2 separate regions of the Mus musculus genome follow, and region 2 is linked to region 1. Evidence: chromatin contacts called from public promoter capture Hi-C data. All regions are on one chromosome and are shown on one strand. The core of a region is the stretch at or near the end of the contact, and the rest is flanking DNA. Distances in the headings are between cores, read along the strand shown.

Region 1 (5,211 bases), core at 1,228-3,727:
AACAGTGAGCTTTTGGATCAGATGTCCCACTCTGGCTTTTGCAAGACACCCGCACACATGCTACTACACAGGAATGCACACATGCTTACTCCACACAAAAAAACCTGCTAAGGACGTATCAGTCAGTGAGAATGCTTGTCTAGTATGTCCAGGTTTGAGTTCCAGCACCAGATAAAACCAAGAATGAGGACTTAGGCCTGCAATGGCAGCACTTAGGGGAGGCAAAGGCAGGAGAACTGACAGGTTAAGATCATCCTCTGCCACAGGTCAGTATCTCCAAACACAAACAAAACCCCACAGGGAGCACGAGGAGAGCTGTAGCTCAGACCTCTACCTCCCGCTCCCACCAGCTCCACACCCCTTCTCTCCATCCCGAGGAACATACCTGAAGCACCCATCTGACCCATCTCCCTCGCCAAATTTCTGTGGCTCTCTAGCACCCCCTAGAGAACACCCAAGAAAAAATCTTGACATTCCAGGTGCTCTATCTGGTTCAAGCATCCAGGTCATCACTAAGTTGTCCCCAAACCCAGCCCCTCACCCCCAGGATGAGATAAAGAACAGTATGTTAGGGATATTACTGCAGGAAGGAATCACCCATGTCCCAACACCTTGGCTGCTCACTTGCTCACCTCCTTCCCTTCATAGCCCCCTTGAGTCTGTCACCTGGCCACTGGATTTCCTTAACAGATGTTAGAATGACTGAAGAAATCTTACCTCTGTGGGACTCAGCTGCTTCGTCCCCACGTATGTGACCCCAAAGTGGTAGTTGGACTCCCCAATTGTGCCGAGGGCTACTGTGTGGGTCACCTGGGAGAAAAGAGTAGGTGGTGGGGGTCTTGGCGATAGCTGGGGGATGCAAACTAGAGATGTGGAGATGGGGAGTGAACACCGGGTGTCAGGCCACGACTAGCAGCATCAATGCCCAGGGATCCAACAAAACACCAGGCCTGACCTGACGAGATTAAAGGTTTCTAGTGAGAAAGTGGTGCTGGGGTGGGCGCCACACTCACCGTTTCCACTCCTACTTGACTTTGTAGGGTAAGAATTATGGATTCCTAAACCCTAACTCCCCCAGGCCCCAAGTAGTCACCCTGGAATTCTTGAGTCTTCCTGTTAGTTTGTCTTTTATGTTTTGATATAGGGTCTTTTGATGCATGCTGGTCTGGTCTTGGGAGTACGATCTTCCCACCTCTGCCCTGGCCAGTGGTGCCATTGGAGTGCTATCTGAATCTTGCTACCTACCAAAAACCCCAAGCCTTTAAGAGTGAGGGGATCTGTATGCATGGAGGAGTATCGCTGTTGTGACCTCTGGAGGGTCAAGGCACCAGAAAGGCTCACCTGGAAACGGTTGCTCAACCCTTTGTTGACTGTAAGTTTGACACCTTCCATCTGAACTGGAAACAGCTCTGCAGAAGAGAGATGCTGTCATACCCCAGATTCTTCTCCCATCCCAAGCTCTCTTCACAAACTCTTATCTCACTAATTCCACCACTAGAGGAACCTTGGCCCTTTGCACATTTTAAACCCAGTGCAGTCACCTCAACTTAGGAAATTCACTCTCCTGCCTAACTTCTCATGCTTACAGTTCTCACCACACAGAACTGTCCTCAGTATTTAGTAAGTTAACACACTTAACTATCGAGAGTAAGAATGTCCTCCCTCTTATGATCAAATTGTCAAAAGATCCTAGGCTAGGATCCTTGGGTCGAACCCCTCACAGGAACATTGGGGAAAACCTCTTGACACCGTGACCTTGGACTATAATTCCCTTCCTGATCACACTCCTGAATCTTGGTGGGGTTGGTCCCCTGGCTCTCAGTACCCTAAGACTTCTCCCTCCTGCTGTGGCATTCTTCCCCAACGAGTTCATCATCTGATCGCAGTTTCGAGCCCCAAGTTCAAGGTCCCACCCTTCCAATCCATCATCAGCTTCCAACGTTCTGTTTAATGATTGCAACGATGTGCGCCAATCCTCCGGGGGGTCCCTTCCCTTTCCCTGGGGCTACTCGGGCCTGGCGCCCCTCACCCTTGCACTTCCGGTGGCACTCCTCGAACGTCCCCGGGTTGGGCAGGCATCCGCAGCTCCCATCTTCCGAGGCCGCCGCAGCGCCGCTGGCCGCAGCCCCGGGAGTCCGTTCCGAACCACGGCCAGTGCTTGACCCAGTGCCCAGGCCGCCGCCGAGCGGCGGCAGAGTGAAGCCTGGCGGCGAAGGAGGCGGCGGCGGGAGCCCCACGAGGGACGGCGTAGGAGGCGGCGGTGGCCCTGCGGGCGGAGAGCTGGCAGCCAACACGTTCCCCATGGTATCTGCGAGGGGAAAGGTCAGAGGGCAGGGATCGGGGCGACACGCACACCCCCGGATGCAACCCCAGGCCCTTCCCACCCAAAGCGGACTCGGCTCTCACTGGCGGCCGCGGCGGCTCCTCTTCCCGGCCTGGGCTCCGCTCCTACCCCGTGCGCTAAGCGCAACCGAACCCGCTGCCGCCGCCGCCACCGCTGTTTTCCCGCCCCATGGATTCTATTGGTTCGGTGTCCTCCGAGATCCGCCCACCGCCCTAGAAGAAAGACATTCTATTGGAGAATTAGCAGGAAGTTCCACCCTTCTGTTGAAGCCCTACTCCTATTGGTTCCTAGTCGAAATCAGTCAGTGCAGCTTCCTCTACCTTCCTATTGGCTCGTGTATCCCAAGTTCATTGGTTCGCGACGCCGCGGGGCTGGAGCTAGTTCGCTATTTGTCGATAGCACACGCATTGACACGCCTACCTGCTCATTGCCCCGCCCTCCTTTTGGAGGCGCGGAGACCCGCCCCAGAAAATGCCTTGACTATTGGTGGACCTTGGCTCAACTCACATTCTAATTGGCTACAGTATGTCTAATGGGCCGGCCATGGTGACGTGCGTGCTAGGTCTCTCATTGGCCAATGCGCCAGGGTCAGGGGACATCAGTAGAGGTGCGTTGCGCTGCAGACGCTGCTAGGCAGCAAGGTCAGGTCTCGCGTCCCGACAGGCACCGCGGTGGAGAGGCAGGGTCCCCGACGGTAAAGCCGGAAGTGCTGCCCCTTCCCACAGTGCCTCGGGAAGGTTTCAAACCAGTTCTGGGATAACCTGCCGGCCTCTGCCTACCCACAATGCCGCTTTCTCCCTTAACGCCGCAGCTGCCTTGACCCCCCCACCCCCTTTTATTTTTTTACCCATCATGCCGTCTGCTCCTTGCGTCACTGTAGCTTCTATCTTTGGCCCATTCATTCCTTTCCCATTACCCAGCATTCATTCCCCCATTCATTGAGCTTCAATCCCTTGGCTCGGTTTAGCTCGTGTCTGCCTGTTCACGTTTCCCATCCTTCCGGCCTTTCTCTAATGAACTATCTTGGAATCTTTTACCTTCTGGCGACTACCCACTACGCCTACAGCCCTCGTTTCTTACTTTGCTTCTGGCTCATTCGTTTAGCTCCATTACCCATCACGCCTTGGGGGCTTCATTGAAAATAGTATTTGCCTCATGATCTTAGACACTTCTTGCATGCCTACCGTTTTTTCTTTTGGTTGATGCGGTTTTGCTTATGACTCATTAATTTCTGGGGCATTTTTTTTTGACTTTTTGGGGAGGGAGGGGAGTCCATTCTCTGTTGACTTACAGATCACGGATGCCTTTCAAGCTTCAGGCCTCATTGTACCCCACTCACTTCACATCTCACAGAAAACACAAGACTTTATCAAAGTAGAAACTCATATTATGTAGGAAATGCTTACAAAATAAAATTCCCAACCCAGATGCCCAGATTCTCCATCACACACACATACACACACCATCCCCTAAAGAGGGATATGTAGTTCTCATCTCACTGGGTAGGGGTTAAAAGAATTCAGTAGTCCTCAGGATAAGAGCAGAGTCTCCCAAACTTGGGGTGGCAAGGCACACTTGCATTAGGTTCTCCCCTCTAGCATTGGACCTGGAATTCATGCTCTGGAGACAGGAACCTGGGTGCTGAGGAGAGGGTGTGAGAAACCTGAGATTCCTGCCTGCAGGAGTAGGTGGAGATGGGGAGGTCCTACCTTACATTGGGGAATCCTCTCCTTTTCACCTTTGGGGAGCAGGGTGGGGAGGGATCAGGTGAGCTTCTGCTGCCTGGAGGGCTCAGGTCTGAGCAACAGGGAGCCCCTGATCCCGTTCTTGCATATCTGTTGGACTCTATTGCCTGAGGACAAGTGCAAGGTCCGATTCCTTTGGGACTTTAAGGGTTCTTGAGATACTGAGTGGCATGGTCAAAGGGTCGTAGTCTTAGGAGTCCTTGGGGGGGGGGGGGGGGTCACAGGTGGTGCAGAAGGATATGGTGAGCTCCCTGCCAAGGGAGATAAAAATCTCCAGGTTTCCAGTTGTGCAGGTTTGCCTGCCTCAGACATCATAGATTGGACGTCATGGTGGAGTCACTAAGAAGTCACAGGTGGATTGCAATGGGTGATAGTTGTCCCTGGTCTGCCTGGAAGTCAGAGTGTCCTAGATTACTGGTGGAAAGCTCATGGGTCAAGGGTGAAAGGTGAGACGTCAGAGCCCCTGTGCCTCCCTCACACATACATGGCCCGTGACACAAAAAAGTCTTTGCTCTGGTAGGAGTCAGAGGGGCTGGGGTAGGACAGGGCATCATAAATAGGGTTGATTTTATCCAGGAAGTCTTCCTCCTCATCATCTTCCTCCTCATCTTCGAGACTCAGGGAAACCCCCTCCACAACATTGGGTCCTGGAGGCACCAGAAGAGAAGGTCCCAGGCCTGTAGCCCCCAACAGCAGGGGCCCTGACCGCTCTTCCAGAGTGGGCAGCTCGTGATACCGAGGCATCTCCTAGAAGTGGGGAGGGAGCAAAAGCAAGATGTCAAAGTCACCTCAGTCTCAGGATGGCATCCTAGATCTGCCCCCTGCCAATCAGATCCAACTACACCACTGCCATCCTTTCTCCCTCGACCAAACTTCTCTGTACAGTCACTTCTAACCCAAGCCCAGCACGGACCTCCTTACCCTGTCTCAGTCTTCCTCTTTGATCTCTGAAACCCAATCCTTACCCAAGAAAATTTGACCTCTGGGTTCTCTGTCTGTCTGTCTCTCTCTCTCTCTCTCTCTCTCTCTCTCTCTCTCTCTCTCTCTCTGTCTCTCTCCTCTCTCTTTTCTTTTCTTTTCTTTTTATGTAGCTCTGGCTGTTCTGGTGGGCCAGATCTGCCC
Region 2 (5,211 bases), core at 730-3,229, about 27 Mb after region 1:
AGTCACCAACACCATACATGTGTACAAACACACATACAATTCTCCTAAAGGATAACAGCAAGTCAAAGAAAACTTCCTAAAGAAATACTCCCAGGCCAGCGTTTGTTAGGAGGGAGGGAAAGGCAGCTGGCAGAGCTGAGACAGCAAAAGTGCTGGATGCGGTTTAGAATTACCCACCTTGGACTTTAGTCCTCGGTTAAATATAAAATGCAAATTTGGGCTCAAGGTACAAAACACTTCCAACTCTAAACCAAGGAACCTAAACCCAAGACAGTAGGTCACAGAGTCACGGAAGGATTTAATGAGGAGTTTGTACAGTTTCTGTAAAGTGTATGGGCAGATGCTAGGATACAGAGATGTTAAAGTAAGGAGTGATAAGTCAGTGAAAGTCAAGCCTTCCTACTACCCAGGAAATCTGTGGGAAGAAGAAACCTCTCTCTTGACATTCTGAATAGAGGAGACTTAAAACTGACTTCTAGCTAGTACTCGTTAAAAGCAAATGTGATCTCATCTCTTCTTTTCTAAGCTTCCTCTCCCATCTTACCCTATTATTCAGCTATCCTGAACTCTTCCCTTCCTTCTTCTGTCCATAAATGTGAATTTCTGGAGCCTTAATTATGCGGTTCATTAAATATTCTCAACCAATAAGTTTTCTAAAAAACTGAGCTTAAACATTACCTCTGTGTGCTACTAGGAAGAAAAAACTTTAAAATGCTAGCTTCTTAGAAGATGGCAAATCAGTGAACATCTACCATCTTTTTAAAAGGTTGGCTTTCCCAAGGGTCACAATGCTAAAAATAATAATAATAATAATAATGATAAAGGCAAACGTGGAGGAGGAAGAGGAGGGCCCAAGAAATGGTTTATTGCTATGCTTGGTGATCCCAGGGGCCCAAGAACTCACAGAAAGATAGGAGAGAACCAATTACAAAAAGCTGAGGTGTCAACCGGGCAGTGGTGGAGCACACCTTTAATTCCAGCACTTGGGAGGCAGAGACAGGCAGATTTCTGAGTTCCAGGCCAGTCAAGTATATAGAGTGAGTCCCAGGACAGCCGGGGCTACACAGAGAAACCCTGTCTCGAGAAAACAAAACAAAACAAAACAAAAAAACAGAAACAAAACAAACAAACAAAAAAAACAGAAACAAAACAAACAAACAAAAAAACTGCGGTGCCATGCCACCTTCTCCCCCAATAATAAATGAAAGTAGAATTTATGTGAGATCGAAACATCTTTCTCACTTCCCAAGATTATTTTTATAATTCAAGAGTGGTAGACAGTGATTGCTGCTCACAAAGCCAAAGCAAACCATGGTGTATCTAATCCCACAAGGTGCGTGGAAGGAAAGGCTCGAAAGACGCAAAGTAACAACGATTGAAGAAATTATGCAAAGGGGAGTTAATAGACTTTATTTCCACAATAGGAACTTCCTTATCCAATAATGATCAGGAAACTCTACCTCAGAAAACTTAACGACTCGCTCATGCTTGCATGCATTCATTCATTCAACGTTCTAAGTGCCTACCGTGTTCTAGGCCCTGGAGGCGCTGCTGGAGATGAAGGATGCGCAGCAGACCAAGTCCCTGACCACAAGGAGCTCCCGTCAATCACAGCTAACTTTTATGACTTTAAACCGCAGCTGTCACTCTGGAGAAGTCCAGGAAGCAGGTTTTCCAAGCCAGGTTCACAGAACCTCAGGCTGACTAGCGGGCCGAGTTCCGCCCCCCCCAGAGACCAGCGATCGCTTTCACCGAGCAGGCTCCACAGACACTCAACACCCCTTGACAGCGGAACCTGAACCTCACACACCCTGTCACCCCGCCCCCTCCCTGGCAACGTCATCCAGGGGCGCCAGGGACCGGAGGAAAGCGCTGTTAACGGCACTTCCTCGTCACGTGACGATCACGCCCCTCCCCGCGCGTGCTCCCTCCCCCTCCAGCCGCGGGTCGCGATTCCGCTCCCTGCGGCCTGCAGTCTGGGAGCCGCCTCGGGCCGACGACGCACCACGGAGCCGGACCGGATGCTCTCTAGGGAGAAAGGCGAGCCAAGCCGAATCCCCGAAACTCTCCGCCGCTCGAGACCGGAGGAGGAGAAGCGAAACAGGCGGGAATCGGTGGGGGAGGGCGGGAGCTAGCGGAAGGTGTCATGGCGGCCGCGGTGGTGGTCACGTGCTCCGGAGGCCCGCCCCGGCGTTTCCGGTCACGTGCCCTCAGCGCCCTCGCAGCCAGCGATGGAGGCGAGACCCCCCGGCAACAGAGGCGGTGGCGACGGCTGCGGCCGCAGGGGTTCAGCCTCCTCCGTGCAGCGGCTGTGAGAAGCGCGGCGGAGGCAGATCCGACGGGACGCGCTTCCCGCGCCCCAGACCAGAGACCGTAGCTCCCACCTGGTAAGTTGAGACCGAAGAATGGGGTTGGGCGGGCGTGGAGGGTCTGACAGGCCCCGGGGGCGCGGGGCCAGGCGGATCGAGCCCTTCGCTGTAGTCGTCTCCACGACACTACAGGCTGGCTGTGTGGTTTGCCTTTCTTCTCCCGGAATGGGAAGGAGGTGCCCTGACCCTTAATCTACTGCCCGAAGGCATTAGGTTCTTCCGCTGGGAGGGACTGGAAGGATCAGACTCACCTGAGAACGAAGGAAGTGAGGCTTCTCCGAGACACCGAGGCCCTTCCCGTTAGGGAGCCTGCCCGGGAGAGGCTTTCTTTTCCTGTTAAAGAAGTCCTCTAACCTTGGTGTCCTCGTGCCTTCTTGCTTCCACCTGTCATCCTGCTCTTCAAACTGTTATTAAAACTTGAGCCACGCACCCAGTTCTAGCTATGACCAGTTTGACAGTCATGTAGTGTAAAGTGAACCATCAATACATGGAAGTATGTGATTATTTTTATAAATTCTCCAGTGTTCTTAGAAACTAAATTCATGTGAAGTTGACCTCACATGTCTATTTTACCATCTGCAAAACAAGGGTGGGGAAAAGATGTTAAAACGTATGCCCAGGGCTACAGTGAAATGGCTCAACTGGTAAAGGTGCTTGCTGCCAAACCTGAGTTCCATCTCTGGGACCCACGTGGTGGAGGGAGAACCGATCTCCGGAAGTTGTGTCCTCAACGTATACACAGTTTAATTTGGGATTTTTGTTTGCTTGTTTTTGTTCTTCGTTGTTGGCTTTTGTTTGGTTGGTTTGGCTTTCTGTCTTTTGATGTTGTCCATTTAAAGACACCAGTTTAAAATATGGTAAAACAGGTTTCTGAGTTAGGAATGCAGCTTAAAGCTAAGAGTTCTTGCTAGGCACCTGTAAGATCCTGGGTTTCATTTCCAGAACTGGCAAAAAAAAAAAACAGGACTGTAGGTAGAGCCCAATGTAAATTGCTTGGTAAGCATGCAGGCCTGGGTACAGAAAACTGGCTTGAAGCACACTAAGGGCTTGGCTCCAATCAATATTCTCAATATCTAGCCTTGTGACTTCCTTTCCTTCCTCTCCTGACCCTCCATTTCCCACACAGGTTTTCTCTGTATAACAGCCCTGACTGGCCTTGAACTCACAGGGATCGATTGCCTCTGATTCTTGAATGGTAAGATTAAAGGTGTACACTACCACACCTAACCCTAGACTTGTGATTTCCTTTTTTTTTTAAGTTGGTTGATTTTACTACTGTATATTGGTGTTCTGTCTACCTGTGGGTTTCTATGGTGGTGTCAGATCCCCTAGAACTGGAAGTATAGTTGTGAATGGCCATGTGGGTGCTAGAATTGAACCTTGGGTCCTTTGGGAGAGTAGCCGGTGCTCTTAATGGCTGAGTCATTGCTCCAGCCCCAGTGATTTTCAAACATTTTAAAGACATGAAACATTTCTTCCATGAATTTATGCCTGGAATTCCAACATAAAACTACATCGAAGCTGGGAGTTCATGGCACAGGCCCTTTTTTTTTTTTTTTTTTTTGGTTTTTAAGGACACCTAAAAACATTTTGAAAACCACTAAGCCAAAATTATCAACCCTAATATTGTTTTTTTTTTTTAGATTTCCTTATTTTATGTATATAAGTACACCATTGTTCTCTTTAGACACACCAGAAGAGGGCATCAGATCCCATACAGATGGGCATGAGCCACCATGTGGTTGCTGGGAACTGAACTCAGAATCTCTGGAAGAGCAGTTGGCACTCTCAACCACTCAGCCATCTTTCCAGCCCCCAACCCTAAAATTCTATTTATTCTCTTGTTTTTTGTTTTGTTGTTTTGGTTTTGTTCTATTGGGGTTTTTTGTTTGTTTTGTTTTGTTGTTTTGTTTTGGTTTTTGGTTTTTAAGAGAGGGTTTCTCTGTGCAGTGCAGCCTTGGCTATCCTAGACCTCAATCTGTAGACCAGGTTGACCTGGAACTCACAGGGATCCCCCTGCCTCTGCCTTCCAAGTATTCCATTCAGGGATCATTTATTTCCATAATTCATTACCCTTTAAGATCCTTTGTTGTTGTTCTTGTTGTTTTTCGAGACAGGGTTTCTCTGTATAGCCCTAGCTGTCCTGGAACTCACTTTGTAGACTAGGCTGTCCTCAAACTCCAGAGTGCTGGGATTAAAGGCATGTGCCACCATGCCCAGCTACCCTTTAAGATTCTTAAAAACCAAAACTAGAGTATTCACATGAAGAGATAAATACAAGGCAGAAATAACCTCTAGTGATAGCCCAGTGGCTTATGAAAACAGCTCAGGAAAGTATTTTGAACCTATTTGTAGGTTTTATTTTGTTTTGAGGGGTGGGGGTCCTCCAGTATAACAAAAACTGGCCTTGAACTCTTGGTAGCACCTGCCTCTGCCTCCCAAGTGCTGGGATTACAGGCTTGAGCCACCACACCCAGTTTAAATCATCTGCATTCAAAGGGAGAGAAGCAAAGACCCACACGTCCACACACTCGGGAATTCCAAAAAACACCAAACTGGAAGGCATAATATATTCAGAGGACCTAGTGCAGACCTGAGAAGGTCCTGTGTATGCTGCCTCAGGGAGAATTGCTTAAAAAATTAAATTCAAGTTGTGGTAAATGCTATAAGAGAGTATTAGAAAACAATAATGACTTCAGAGATTAGAATCTACTGCAAAAAAAATTTTTTTTGTGACTGAAAACCAGTTGAGGGGAGAGAGAAAAATGTATCAAGTCTTGAGAACAAAGACATTCACATGCAGCTTCGGGCAAGGTTATAACAAGGAATGCATTCATGCCTT

The links. Promoter capture Hi-C pulls out the DNA fragments that hold promoters and counts their contacts.
Region 2: a promoter capture Hi-C map of pre-B cells shows a contact between it and region 1. The contact joins the promoter of Hps5 here to the promoter of Tomm40 in region 1. A contact is called at or near these places in 3 of 39 promoter capture datasets (cranial neural crest, maxillary cranial neural crest and pre-B cells).

What each region holds. Positions count from the first base shown.
Region 1 is chr7:19,712,952-19,718,162 of GRCm38.p6, forward strand. It overlaps Tomm40 (translocase of outer mitochondrial membrane 40), which reads right to left and starts at 2,478. Exons shown (of 10, transcript NM_016871.2): 1 at 2,407-2,478; 2 at 2,030-2,308; 3 at 1,342-1,409; 4 at 718-810. The coding sequence starts at 2,303. It overlaps Nectin2 (nectin cell adhesion molecule 2), which reads right to left. Exons shown (of 9, transcript NM_008990.3): 9 at 3,693-4,836. The coding sequence ends at 4,564. Gm38955 (a long non-coding RNA gene) reads left to right here and starts at 2,513. Exons shown (of 2, transcript XR_881874.2): 1 at 2,513-3,038.
Region 2 is chr7:46,793,902-46,799,112 of GRCm38.p6, forward strand. It overlaps Hps5 (HPS5, biogenesis of lysosomal organelles complex 2 subunit 2), which reads right to left and starts at 1,980. Exons shown (of 23, transcript NM_001005247.2): 1 at 1,527-1,980. It overlaps Gtf2h1 (general transcription factor II H, polypeptide 1), which reads left to right and starts at 2,193. Exons shown (of 15, transcript NM_008186.4): 1 at 2,193-2,387.